Regions from separate parts of the Sus scrofa genome. Here region 2 is linked to region 1. A link is a contact called in public promoter capture Hi-C data. All regions are on one chromosome and are shown on one strand. The core of a region is the stretch at or near the end of the contact, and the rest is flanking DNA. Distances in the headings are between cores, read along the strand shown.

What was found. Promoter capture Hi-C pulls out the DNA fragments that hold promoters and counts their contacts.
Region 2: a contact with region 1 is called in a promoter capture Hi-C map of liver, with 8 times the contacts expected there. The contact joins the promoter of FKBP14 here to the promoter of GARS in region 1. A contact is called at or near these places in 3 of 5 promoter capture datasets (fetal liver, fetal skeletal muscle and liver), 3 of 47 Hi-C or Micro-C datasets (heart right ventricle and liver) and 1 of 2 datasets of contacts at active chromatin or transcription factors (alveolar macrophages).

Annotation. Positions count from the first base shown.
Region 1 is chr18:42,348,358-42,354,502 of Sscrofa11.1, reverse strand. It overlaps GARS (glycine--tRNA ligase), which reads left to right and starts at 2,302. Exons shown (of 17, transcript XM_003134806.6): 1 at 2,302-2,691. The coding sequence starts at 2,461.
Region 2 is chr18:42,900,610-42,906,754 of Sscrofa11.1, reverse strand. It overlaps FKBP14 (FK506 binding protein 14), which reads right to left and starts at 3,655. Exons shown (of 4, transcript NM_001244527.1): 1 at 3,286-3,655; 2 at 152-303. The coding sequence starts at 3,482. It overlaps PLEKHA8 (pleckstrin homology domain-containing family A member 8), which reads left to right and starts at 5,552. Exons shown (of 14, transcript XM_005673281.2): 1 at 5,552-6,011. The coding sequence starts at 5,972.

The sequences.
Region 1 (6,145 bases), core at 1,053-3,552:
CAACAAAGGAAACTACTGACAAAACAAAAACTACTGAATGGGAGAAAATATTTGCAAATGATATGACTGATAAGAGGTTAATATCCAACATATATAAACAGCTCATACAAGTCAACATCACAAAACCAAACAACTCAATAAAAAAATGGGCACGAGAACTGAACAGGCATTTTTCCAAAGAGGAAATGCAGATAACCAACAGGCACATGAAAAGATGCTTAACACTGCTAATATCACCTCACACCTGTCAGCATGGCTATCATCAAGAAGAATACAAATAACAAATGTTGGCAAGGATGTGGAGAAAATGGAACCCTCTTACACTGCTGGTGGGAATGTAAACTGGTGCCTCCACTGTGGCAAACAGTATGGAGGTTTCTCAAAAAACTAAAAATATGACCCAGCAATTCCACTTCTGGGTATATCTCTGAAAAAAGCAAAAACACTAATTTGAGAAGATACATGCACGCCAATGTTCATGGCAGCATTACCTATAATTGCCAAGATAAAAAACCAACCTAAGGGTCCATCAACAAATGAATGGATAAAGGAGATATGGAACGTATATACACGGGAACAAAACTCATCCATAAAAAATAATGAAAATTTGCCACTTGCAGCAATATGCATGCCACTTGTAGCAACAGGGTACTGTGGTAAGTGAAATAAGTCGACAATGACAGATACTGTATGATATCACTTATATGTGGAATCCCCAAAAATAAAGCAAACTAGTGAATATAACAAAAAAAGAAACAGACTCACAAATATAAAGAACAAACCCGAGGTTACCAAGGGGAGAGGGAAGAGGGAGGGGAATTAAGAGGTACCAACTATTACATACAGAATAAGCTACAGGGATATACTGTACAACACAGGGAATATAGCTGGTATTTTATAACTATAAATGGAGCATAACCTCCAAAAATGGTGACTATCTTGAATACCGGTAACATATAATATTGTATATCAGCTATACTTCAATACTTTTAAAAACAATTACCTTTAAAGGCAAATAAAAATTATGATTAACAAATATCAAATCTTGAAATTAAAGTTTAAAAAATGCAAATTGTTTAATATTGCAGAAGATCCCTCTGTACCTGCTCTGCTTATGCTAAATTGTGCGTACTTCTCCAGAACCATAAACTGGAACAGGAGGAGAATACGGACTTTCACAATTCTAGGAAAGGCGGCTTCCTTCTGCTGAGCCTGACTACTCCTGTACACTCCTGGGGAAGAACAGTTGGTCACGGGTAAGGTGTGTATGCTTGGTCTGAGGAGATACTGTCTGAAAGTGGCTGCACCAACCCACAATCCTTTAAGCCACGTGGGAGAGTCCCAGAGCATCACCTGGCATTTCCCCTCATTTTCATTTTAGGCATTCTGGTGGGTGTGTGCATTGCTATTTCTGCAGTTCACACAGACTTATTTTTCTATTCCCTCTGTGGAAAGCGAATTCAGTTTTTTCAGTCAACCTGCCCTTGGAGCAGGAGGGAGGGAGGAAGCCATCTCTGGAGCGTCCATCAGCTGGGGCATAACTAGAAGAGGCAGGTCCGCCGAGGCAAGGCCAGGGAGAGGGAACCCCAGGCACCTGGATGCTCATCTCCACTCCCCTGCACATTATCGTTTGCCACCCTTTTCTCATCTCTTTGTCTCTTGCCCGCCCTCATCTCTTCTGATTCAAATCCTATTCGCCCTGCAAAGGCTGGTCAGCAACATCTCCAAAAAGCCCGTCATTCTTCCTTTCCCTTTCCCCAGGTTTTGTCTTGACATTGGCAAGGCGTGGATGGGTGAAGGTGGGCGAATCGTTAACTTCTCTTGCTTCCTTTCCTGAGGATCACCCGAGCTTCGAGCAACACTCAGTCTAAGTCCTTATCTGATTTCATCGTTTAATGACCCTTTAAGAACCAAGGGGCGGGGAGTGGGCAGCGGCTTGGGTCGCTGCAGTTATGGTTTGGGTTTCATCCCTAGCCCGGAACAACTTCCACACGCCGAGGCTGCAACAAAATAACAACAAACCCCACAAAAAACCAGGGGGCAAAAGAACAGAAACTAAGTGGGTCCTCCCGCGGGTCGGCCCGAGTGTCAGTGCCCGTACACAAGCCTTTGCTCCGAAGCTCCTCACGAGTTTCAGTCTGCAAGTTTCAGAGGGAGCTGCGTCCCTAAATACCACCAACACACTGTGCAAATCTCTTCGCCGAGGGTATACCTGGAACCCGGTCTCCCGCCACAGCGCCCGAGGTGGAACAAGCGCTCTCGGGGCTCTGAAGGATTCTGGGTTCTTCCGGGTTTTGTGTCGAATCAGCCGGTGGCGACCCAGCGCCGCGTCGCGGGGTGAGGAATGTGCGGCTGCGCGCGCGCCGCGGCGTTTACTTGGCGATTTCATCATGCTCCGGGCCGGGCCGCGCGCACCGCTTCCGCCGCCGCCCCCTCCAGACCTCCCAGGGCTGCCGGCTCATGCCCTCTCTGCGCCCGGCGCTGCTAAGAGCCGCCCGCGCCGCGCTGCTGCTGTCGCCACCGCCCCGGCTCCCAGCCCAGCCGCCGCTCCTGCCCTGCCGGCACATCAGCAAGCCCGCCCGCGCCCCGATCTCGTCCCCCGCCGCCTCCGCCGCCGCCTCCCGGAGCAGCATGGACGGCGTCGGGACTGAGGAGGTGCTGGCACCTCTCAGGCTAGCGGTGCGCCAGCAGGTACCGGCATTCTGCACCTTTCCTAAGCCCGCGCTCTCCTCCCTTTAGTGCCCTCCTGCTCATCCTCTCTCTCTCCCCCGGGCACCAGTCCACATCGCGGATTAGATTCCACCTCTCCTTCGTTCTCTGGAAGCCCTTGGTTTCCTGGCATCTTCCTCGCCTACCCTACTTTGGACCCGGGTCCCCGCGTGCGTCGGCCACCTTCCCTTCCGTGGACCCTTGTCCTTCTCTCTCCTTGGTGTCTCCATCGGATCCCTTCGACTTCCTGCGTTCCTCCTCTCACAATCTGTTCTCCTTTTCTCTTCCTTGTTCCTGCCGGTCTTTCTTCCCTCTCCGGTGAGACTGGGATCTGTGATCCCCTTGGTTCTTCTCCTGCCCTGGCTCAATAAGCTCCACTTCACTTTTCCAGTCCCTCCTATGTTTGTGCTCCCTGGATGGCGAGATGCCTAGTTCTTGCCTGGTCAATTACCAGCCGGAGCTGCGGGTGCTCTCCTTACGGCCTGACTTTCTTTTTTAATCTTCAGGATGCTTTGGATAGTGTTTTCTTCTTGGTGTCTTCCTTCATTCAGTGCTTAGTTAGTCTTGTGGTCCGCTGAAGACATAAAAATAGTTGAAACGTGGATGTGAGGAGGTGTTGAACTTTTTTCTTTTCTAATAATGTTAAGTTCATCATTCTTCGCTCCTCTCATCTTTTCTGAGTCCCGAAAGGGTCATTTGGAGTGGGTGAGCTTTCAGATCGTAAACGTGGGAAGCTGTAAATGTTCTTGAGTTACTCGGTGAAGTCAGCCATCCATCGTATGGAACATTTTGAAATTTGGAGGAAGGGAGGAAGGTTTCATAGGCTGGAGGGCTTGTGATTAATGCAGGCCTCCTTTTCCTAGGGCACTGCATGGATATCAGAATTTAGAGAAGACAGAGAAAGGTTATTTCAAAGGGATTCTCATATCCATTCAGGTAGAACCAAAAGCTCAGATTAGGACCCTGAGGATCCGATGACTAGTAGCAAACGCCAAACGGGTTTCTCCTGCACGGGTGCCTGATGCAATAACTTGCCTTAGCTACGGAGGGAGGAACCTTCTCCGAAATAATTCATTGGGGCAGAGCTGCCGCAAATTCGGCGAATTCTGCCACTTTATCTACTTCTCTCAAGTTTGAGCCTGACTGATTCAATAGAGTTTTATTTTGAGATTTCACTAGGGGCTTAATTTTTTCTTTATTCTTCGTTATCAGAGCGCTATGAGTGCTTATTCTCTGTCTCCATCCACCCACCCTCCCCAAATAAAATTAGGTGTGGTTCCTTTGTCTTTTCTGTAACTCTCAACCTTTTTCTCCCCCATATCCCTCACTTTAGATGGGAGAATACATCTAATTTGGAAAAACACGTACTCAAACCCCTCCCTCTGCCACGTTAGCCTGGAACTGCAGTGCAAGTTACCCATCTATAGTAAGATTGTGGAACTAGTTAACTGAAGTAAACTTTGATGATGGAACAACTTTCCAATGCTATTACTGTCTTGCCTATTGTTTCTGTTGGCTTGATTGTTAGTTTTTTTGTACTTAAGGTATTTTCTGAATATGTGAGTTAGTGGGTTTTTTTTTTTTTTTTCCTAATTTTCCAGGACCACACATATATCAGTTAATAGAATTTTGAATGACACTGATTTCAGGGTCAGCTGGAAGGGAGTTTAGAGATCATCTAGTTACCCCCCCCCCCTTTTGGCTTATGGGTTCGTGAGCTGCACTGTCATCTCTACCCATTTTGCATAATTCCACTGTGAAGTCTGTAAAGTGGAAAACATCCTTGGAGTGGGATTTTTAAGGTGGTTAACAACTGGTCTTGTTAGTGGCATGTGTTTCATATAAATATATATTTAATGTAAATTTGCCAATCTGCTCTGCTGCTGTTTTTTCAAGATTTGATTTGTTGATTGACTGAAGTGTATTTTCCCATGGCATATTCTTAGTTATTTCCTGGAGAATTTGGTTATGCGGTTTGTTAGGAGGGCCTTACAGCATCTAGAAAACTGTTAGTTGTTTGATGAAGGGCACACTAGGGGGCAACTGAGTTAAAAAAAAAAAAAAAGCAGTTGGGGGGAGTTCCCTTCCTGGTGCATTGGAAATGAATCCTACTAGCATCCATGAGGATGCAGGTTCAATCCCTGGCCTCACTCATTGGGTTAAGGATCTGGCGTTGCGGTAAGCTGTGGTATAGGTTGAAGATATGACTTGGATCCCGAATTGCTGTAGCTGTGGTGTAGGCCAGCAGCTGGTAGCTCTGATTCAGCCCCTAGCTTGGGAACTTCCATATGCTGCGAGTGTGGCCCTAGAAAAAAAGGGGAATTAGCTTAGGGCGGCCAGACTTTATTTTGCCAAATAAGGGTGTTTAGAAAATTGCAATCAACAAACTACTATCTGATTTCTCCTTTCATTTCATACCAAAAAAAGGCAGACCATAACTCAGACTAAAGAACAGTCTTTTATATTTAGTACGTTTAACTTTGCAAAAAGGTCTAATATATTGTCTTCGCTCACCCCCCCATGCCCCCAGTTTAGCACATATTGATGAAAACTTTGCCCTGGAGTTTCTTGTTTGAAACCTATTGCTCTAGGGCAATGGTGCTAAAAGTATGGTCTGCAAACCCTTGGAGGTCTTCAAGGTTAAAACCGTTTGCACAATAAAATGAAAATATTATATGCATTTTTCACTGTGTTGACATTTGCACTGATGGTGCAAAGCTTGGTGAATAAAACTGCTAGCCCTTCAAGTAAGGGACACTAAACCAAACTGGGTCATATTCTCTGCCACACTCTCTCAGTTAAAAAAAAAAAAAAAAAAAGTCAGTTTTGCCTTAAAGTGTCTGTAACAAAGCAGTAAAAATGATTAATTTTATTACATTCAGACCTCTGTGGGCAATCTTTTTAATATTCTGTGTGACTGCATGGGAAGTATGGCTGAAGGATGCCCAAATGTGATGATTGTCTCAGGAAAAGCACTTATTTTTTTAATTGTTATTTCCCCAATACAATTATTTTTTCTACTGTACAGCATAGTGACCCAGTTACATATACATGTATACATTCTTTTTTCTCCCATTATAAGAAAAGCACTTATGATTGTTTGAGTTGCAAGCCAAACTCACTTTTTTTCATGGACCCTTCTAAAATGTCTGACAAACAGTTGTTATTCAGTCTTGGGTATTGGGCATTCATTCATTATCTGGAAAATAAGTGAAGAAAGACTTACTTCAGGAAACAACTGATAGTATTTGCGGCCAATAATAAAATTCAATTTGGGGAAATTTTAGAATTTTGGAAAATTTGTATCTATCGCTGTGAATTTGACAGCTTCCCAGTACTTCACGACTTTTCTGATGAGCTAAGTGGTGATATTAATAAATGAGGGGTTTTTTTTTGCTGTTATGTAATGTATGAGTCAATATTTGAAAGATCTGCA
Region 2 (6,145 bases), core at 2,406-4,905, 550 kb before region 1:
CAAATGGTAATCAAGACATAAGTATATTTTCCTAAGACATTCAAGTCCTCTATTTACATCTAGGAAAAAAGATACATAGTAGTTACTAACTTCTGTCCCTAATCCAAAGAAGAGTTGTAGTGCTGTAGTAAAAATGTATAATTTTTATTACCTTTTCCTTCTTTTCCATAGCCCAAGGCAGGAGGAATGATGAGCTTTCTCTTCTCTCCTACACACATTCCCTTCAAACCCTGGTCCCAACCTTTGAGAGCCTCCAAGATGCCCAGGGTAAACCAAATAGGCTGACCATTGTTATGTTTGTGACTACAATAGAAAGAAAACACATTAGAACTCTCAAGTAACTTAGTCATTTTTTTTTTTTTATTGCTGTGGTGTAATTTTTCCACCACATGATTAATTTTATTAGTTTGGAAAACAGCATACATGCACAGGTCCACTCTACAGTAATTCAATTCACGGCCCATCTTTCCTGATGCACATTTCAGAAAGCTGACTTGGCTAGAGAGGGCAGAGAGAATAATAATGAAAACAACTATCTGAGCATTTACTGTAGACCAGATATTATCTTAAATGCTTTGATTCTTTTAAGTCTAACAATGATCATATGAGGAAAGCACCACTACCACCCCATTATACAGATGAGGAAACTGAGGTTAAGTGAGCCAGTCTCAGACCTAACTCGGAAGTTCTTAAGTCTTAATCAAAAAGTGATACTGACCCAGGAAGGCCACTAGGGTGCAGAAGAGGGATGAAATAATGGAAAATGAGTGTGGGAAGGAGGATGAGAGGCTAAGGAGAATTTACTGCCAATACTGGCGGGTCCATGCTCACATGGACAATGGAGAGTCAAGAGCACATTGTCTTTCATCCTGCCGACAGCTTTTCTGATGTATAGCCTGCTGATGGCTCTAACAGATTCAAGAGACTGCTCTTTTCACAAACCCTGGCCCAGTTCTCTCCCTAGGCATTGACTCTGGGGCTATGCAGGGAGGCCTGGAGCAGTGGCCCCTCAAGGACTGGGGAAGAAGGGAAGGGTCAAGATATCCAGGCTCACGAGCTGAAGAGAGGCCAGCTGTTGAGCAACTGGAGAAGGCCTGCTGGCCGGGTAGTACATGAACCTGCTAGCTCCTCTTAGTGCAATGAGGAAAGGGTTCTATTCAAGGATCTCTTACAGATGAGAACTGTACCAGGCTTCACTCTACCAGGCTTCACAGGTACCATGGTTAATAAATGGAGGTAAAGACCATTACTTCTTTTCCTTAAAAGTAATCAAAGTAGCAAAATGGCAACAGTAGGAAACAGGGGACGGTCAGAAAATATAGAAAAAAATGAAAGAATCTACCACCCAGAAGCCTACAGTTTTGGCACACTTCTTGCCGAATCCTTCATGGCTAAAGGATTTAGGCTATTTACCACATAGGCTGTGGTTCTCAAAATGATGAATACGCTTTTTAAACTGATCATTAGATGGTACTTCTTTATAATACTCAGAGTTAGCAGTACTGGCCATTTACATGGAGGCTGCCTGACAATATTCCTGTCTTCAGGTACTAGAACTTTAGTAGCAGAGTGCTAATTAATATCCCGATGTTCCCACCGAAATCCACACAGGCTTTTGGTTCTGAGACCTGAAATAGATCAGCCTGGATCTAAAAGAGATCATACCAAAAATTAAAATGTAAAGGAAAGTTTCGGAAGGCAAATCATAATATCATTTAATGTCCACTGTGGCTCTGGCCTTGTTGACAAAAAGATAAGACTGTTGAGAAGTCTATGGCAAGCCGGCATCTTGGAACTTTTTGCCATTGACTTTAAAATGTCATGACAGATCAGATCTGAATGCCCAGTAATGGCAGTTGATCAGAAGATGAGGTCGAGGGAGTGCCTGTTGTGGTTGAGTGGCTCATGAACCCAACTAATATCCATGAGGATGCAGGTTTGATTCCTGGCCTTGCTCAGTAGGTTAAGGATTCAGTGTTGCCATGAGATGTACATCGCGGACACAACTTGGATCCCATGTTGCCGTGGCTGTGGTGTAGGCTGGCAGCTGTAGCTCCAATTCGACCCCAGCCCAGGAACTTCCATATGCGACGGGTGCAGCCCTAAAAAGAGAAAAGAAAAGAAAATGAGGTCTAGGATGGGCCATGAAGCTTTGCTGCTTTAGTTCAGGCTGCTCTTTCCACCTGGTGTCCTTCCTTCCTCATTCTCTACCTGGGAAACCTCCAGCCACCCATCTTTCAAGACCCACCTCAATTATGATCTCTCAGAAGGTGTTCTTTCCCCATCTCTCAGAGCATGATAAATTCCAGAGTCCGTGCTTCGTGAGCACTTTGAACATTCTGAACTTTACAGCTGTCTTCCTCCCCCCTGTACTCAGTGTCCTGCTAGAGGACAAGAACCCAGTCTTAGTCATCTCCGCATCCTCAGGGCCTGCCTTGGGGCTGCTCAGTAAAGATTTGATAGATGGAGATGAATGAATGGTGAGGACAGAGAGAAGCCAGATGTTTTAAATCCACCTAGGGTCAAGCACAGGGCCTAACATAAAGAAATGTTCAATGAATACTTTAGGGATGGAATCCGAGAATCAAGGCCTGATGGGAAATCATTACACTTACAAAACTTTTCCCTGTTGCAATTTCTTTCTTTATAAAACAGAAATAAGGACAGTGTAACCATCTGAAAATCTTTCACTGTAGGTATTGGATTAATCTTCCATAACCACACCCACACCCATCAATGAGGTCTTTGAATTTCTAGAAAGAAACAATGAAACAAATAATGTCCCTGTGCCTTGACCAAAATGTCACCAGGCCAAAAGTTAAATAGGTCAGTGGACTACTGTTAACATATCCTACCACAAGCAAATAAATAATTGTGTATTCTGCTCATGAAAGGGCTATGAAAAGTTTAATTTCACCTTTACCAAAGAAAAATGGAATTGAGTTATTTTCCCTCAGGAACAAGAGAAATGAGAATGCCTTTATGTCTTTTCCACTTATTGCCTATTTATACACCTAGATATTTCTACAGGATTTCAGAGATTCTAGCTCTAATTTTTACAATAAAAAAATTTATCGTTTTATCCTGACCACGTTTCCAGTAAGACCTTCAAAGGCCTTGTTATATAAGATTGACTTTAACCAATTCCTTTCCCCAAAGAGAGAAATTCGATATTTTAGTTTTTTAAAAGGGAGATAACGCTGGTACACGCTACTGTTCCTGCCCAAGAGCTGGCCTAAGTGGGTGGGTTCTTTACTTCTTTACCTGCAGGGTATAATTACTTACGTGGAGTGAAATAAGGAGCCGTCCTTTTCTAAGTAGCCTTCATAGTGGACCAGCATCAAATCCCCCCCTTTGGTCTTGCGATGGCAGATGAATGGCTTCTGGAGCACTTCAATCTTCACTTCTGGTTCAGGGATCAGAGCCCCGCTCGAAGAAGTGACTAACAGCGTCAGGACCGCGTTCCACAAGAAAAGCCTCATGTTGCCAGAGCAGGAAAGAAGTTCCTAGAAAAACAGAGAAAGGGCCCCCGACCTCATAGAGTTAAAAATGTAGTTGAAAGCTTAGGACAACAGCCTCTGGCAAGTTCATAACTCTCCCTCCCAGTAGACGTGGCACATTCACTACGGACAACTTTCCCGTGCAACTTCGAACTGGTTTCTAAAGAGTTAAACCCAAGCCCGGGCCTGACTGGCTCCAACCACGCGGACGCCTGGGCAGGGCGGCCTCTTATTGGCTAGTGGAGCTGTCTCTCGGGCGACTCTCGAACCAATGACTCTACAACCATGTAATTTACCACCCGGTAGCCCAGGGGAGAACCACCCGGAGTGGTCCCGGAGCCCGACAGACTACAGAATTCCTCTACCTGGCACTTTAAGAAAGGGGTGGGGCGCGGAGCTCACCGGAAACTTCTCAGGCAAAGTCACGGCTGCGGAGAACCTGGCTTCAGTGAGAAGTCGTGGACCCAGGTGAAACAGCAGAGGTTTAAGGAAAGACTCCTTTGCTCTCATAGTTGGTGCGGTCCCCCTCCCCCATAGTAATTGCTTATTATTTAATTTACGGTGCAATCGATAAAGACTTTAGCAGTGCTTTTGGTTTCACAAAGTGCATTCCTGTGTTTGACGCTCACTACCCTGCGGGTAAGGCAGATTCTTTTATTCCATTTAAAAGATGAGCATATATAGGCTAGGAGAGGTTGTGTCCTGCTTAAGGTTGTTGAGCGTCAAAAGCCGTTGAGCTCCGCCGTCAAACCAGGTATTGTGATGTATTGTGCATCACTGCATTATGTTACGGCTGCTAATAATTTATCATCTAAATGACCTTAGTGTAGAGAGTCAATAATAGCCTCTATCAAGAATAAGTGCAGACCATAGTTCCCGTTGTTGCTCAGCTAACTCGACATTATATCTGAGAGGATGCGGGTTGGGTCCCTGGCCACGCTCAGTAGGTTAAGGATCCAGCACTGCCACAAGCTGTGACATGGGTTGCAGATGCAGCTGGGATCTGGCGTTTCTGTGGCTGTGGCCAGGGAGCTTCCATATGCTGCAGGTGCGGCTCTAAAAAGAAAAACAAAACTCGAGAGAGAGTGCAGATCTCGGCCTTAAAGAAATAGTAATCACATTTACGAGTTACACAAGCTCAACTTAGTTTAAAATTTTTAGTTTTACATTGTTCTCATAATTTCAAAAGCAATACGTGTACATTGTAGTCGAGTTGGAAGAAACTGGAAAGCACTAGAATTCCCAGTTAAAAAACAGGAGCCACATTAAATTTGAATTCCAGATAAACGAGTTGATTGTTCTTTGTTTTTATTTGCTAAATCTGGCAGACTTTCACTAAAGAAAAAGAAAGAAAAAAGATTTCCTATGATACCACCATCCAGATATAATCCTCTGAACACCTTGTTGTATGCTTTTGTGACACATGCCTAAAACAATTAGGATCCTATTGTACACTGTTTCATAACCTGCTTTTCCACTGAGTCTACAGTTAACATTTTCCCTAGTCAAATATCCTTAGCACAGTGCTTTCTCACACTTTAATACGCATAGGAATCCCCTGGGAGTTCCTGGACCCATTCAAGAGTTCAATTCAGCAGTTTCTGGGCTTGGAGCGATATCCTGCAATTCCGGCAATCTCCTAGGTGAGGTCAATGCTGCAGTCGGTGGACCACACTTTCTGTAGCGGGGCCTTAGAGTTTAGAAAACGTCTGCTAACACTGCCACACACAACATTCATTCACCTCCTTCTGCCCTAATGGGCACCTCAATAGCCTTGAAGTGTGTGAGATCAATTAGCTTTGAAAAAAAGAATTAGACCTTGAGGACTAGAATCCAGGGAGCAGCCTAAGGGGTCCCGGTGATCCCAAACGTTAAGAGGTAGGTAGGATCCATCTACAGCACATTAACTTGGGACTTGCCCCAGTGGCCTCCCTCCTCTGTTCTCACCCTTTCCATAGTCCCTAGCCTGCGGGACTCCTTTTCCCCGCCGGCCTCTGCGGCTACGTCAGCGCGGCCGCCGCGGTTGCCGCTAAAGCCCGGAGTGGATTTTGGGAACGTGCGCGCAGGCGATGCACGGGGCATGCGCGAGCGGGCTCCGGGCCGGGTGGGTAGAGGCTTCAGGTGGCGCGCGGTGGCGCCGCCCGCGACCCGCCGCCCCGCTTGCGGCCCTGTGGTGGCCGCAGCCGCCCCTCGGCCTCACCCAGTGCTTTGGCCTCCTTGTGGACAGCGCGCCGGCCCCGCGGTGCGGGGCCACGGGTCGGCCGCGCCTTCACGTGTCCAGGCCGCCGCAGTGACCCCGCCCCCGGGCCCAGGATGTGAGGCCCGCGGGGCGTCCCCGCACCGGGCCCGGACGCCGGGAGTGGCCGGCTCGGCAACGCCGAGCGATGGCCCTGCTGCCGGTGCTCCTCGCCTCCTGGGGCCTGAGGCAGTGAGGGGGCCGGCGGGCGAGGGCTGAGGGGGCCGCGGGCGCCATGGAGGGGGTGCTGTACAAGTGGACCAACTATCTGAGCGGTGAGTGGGGGGCGCGCCAGATCCTTTGTCTGAGCCGGAGGAGGGCGGTGTCGCGACGCGCCTCCTGGGTCGGGGTCCCGGTCCCCAGCATTTCCCGCAGCAGTTTTGTCTCCCGTGCTTACAGACAGAGCCCC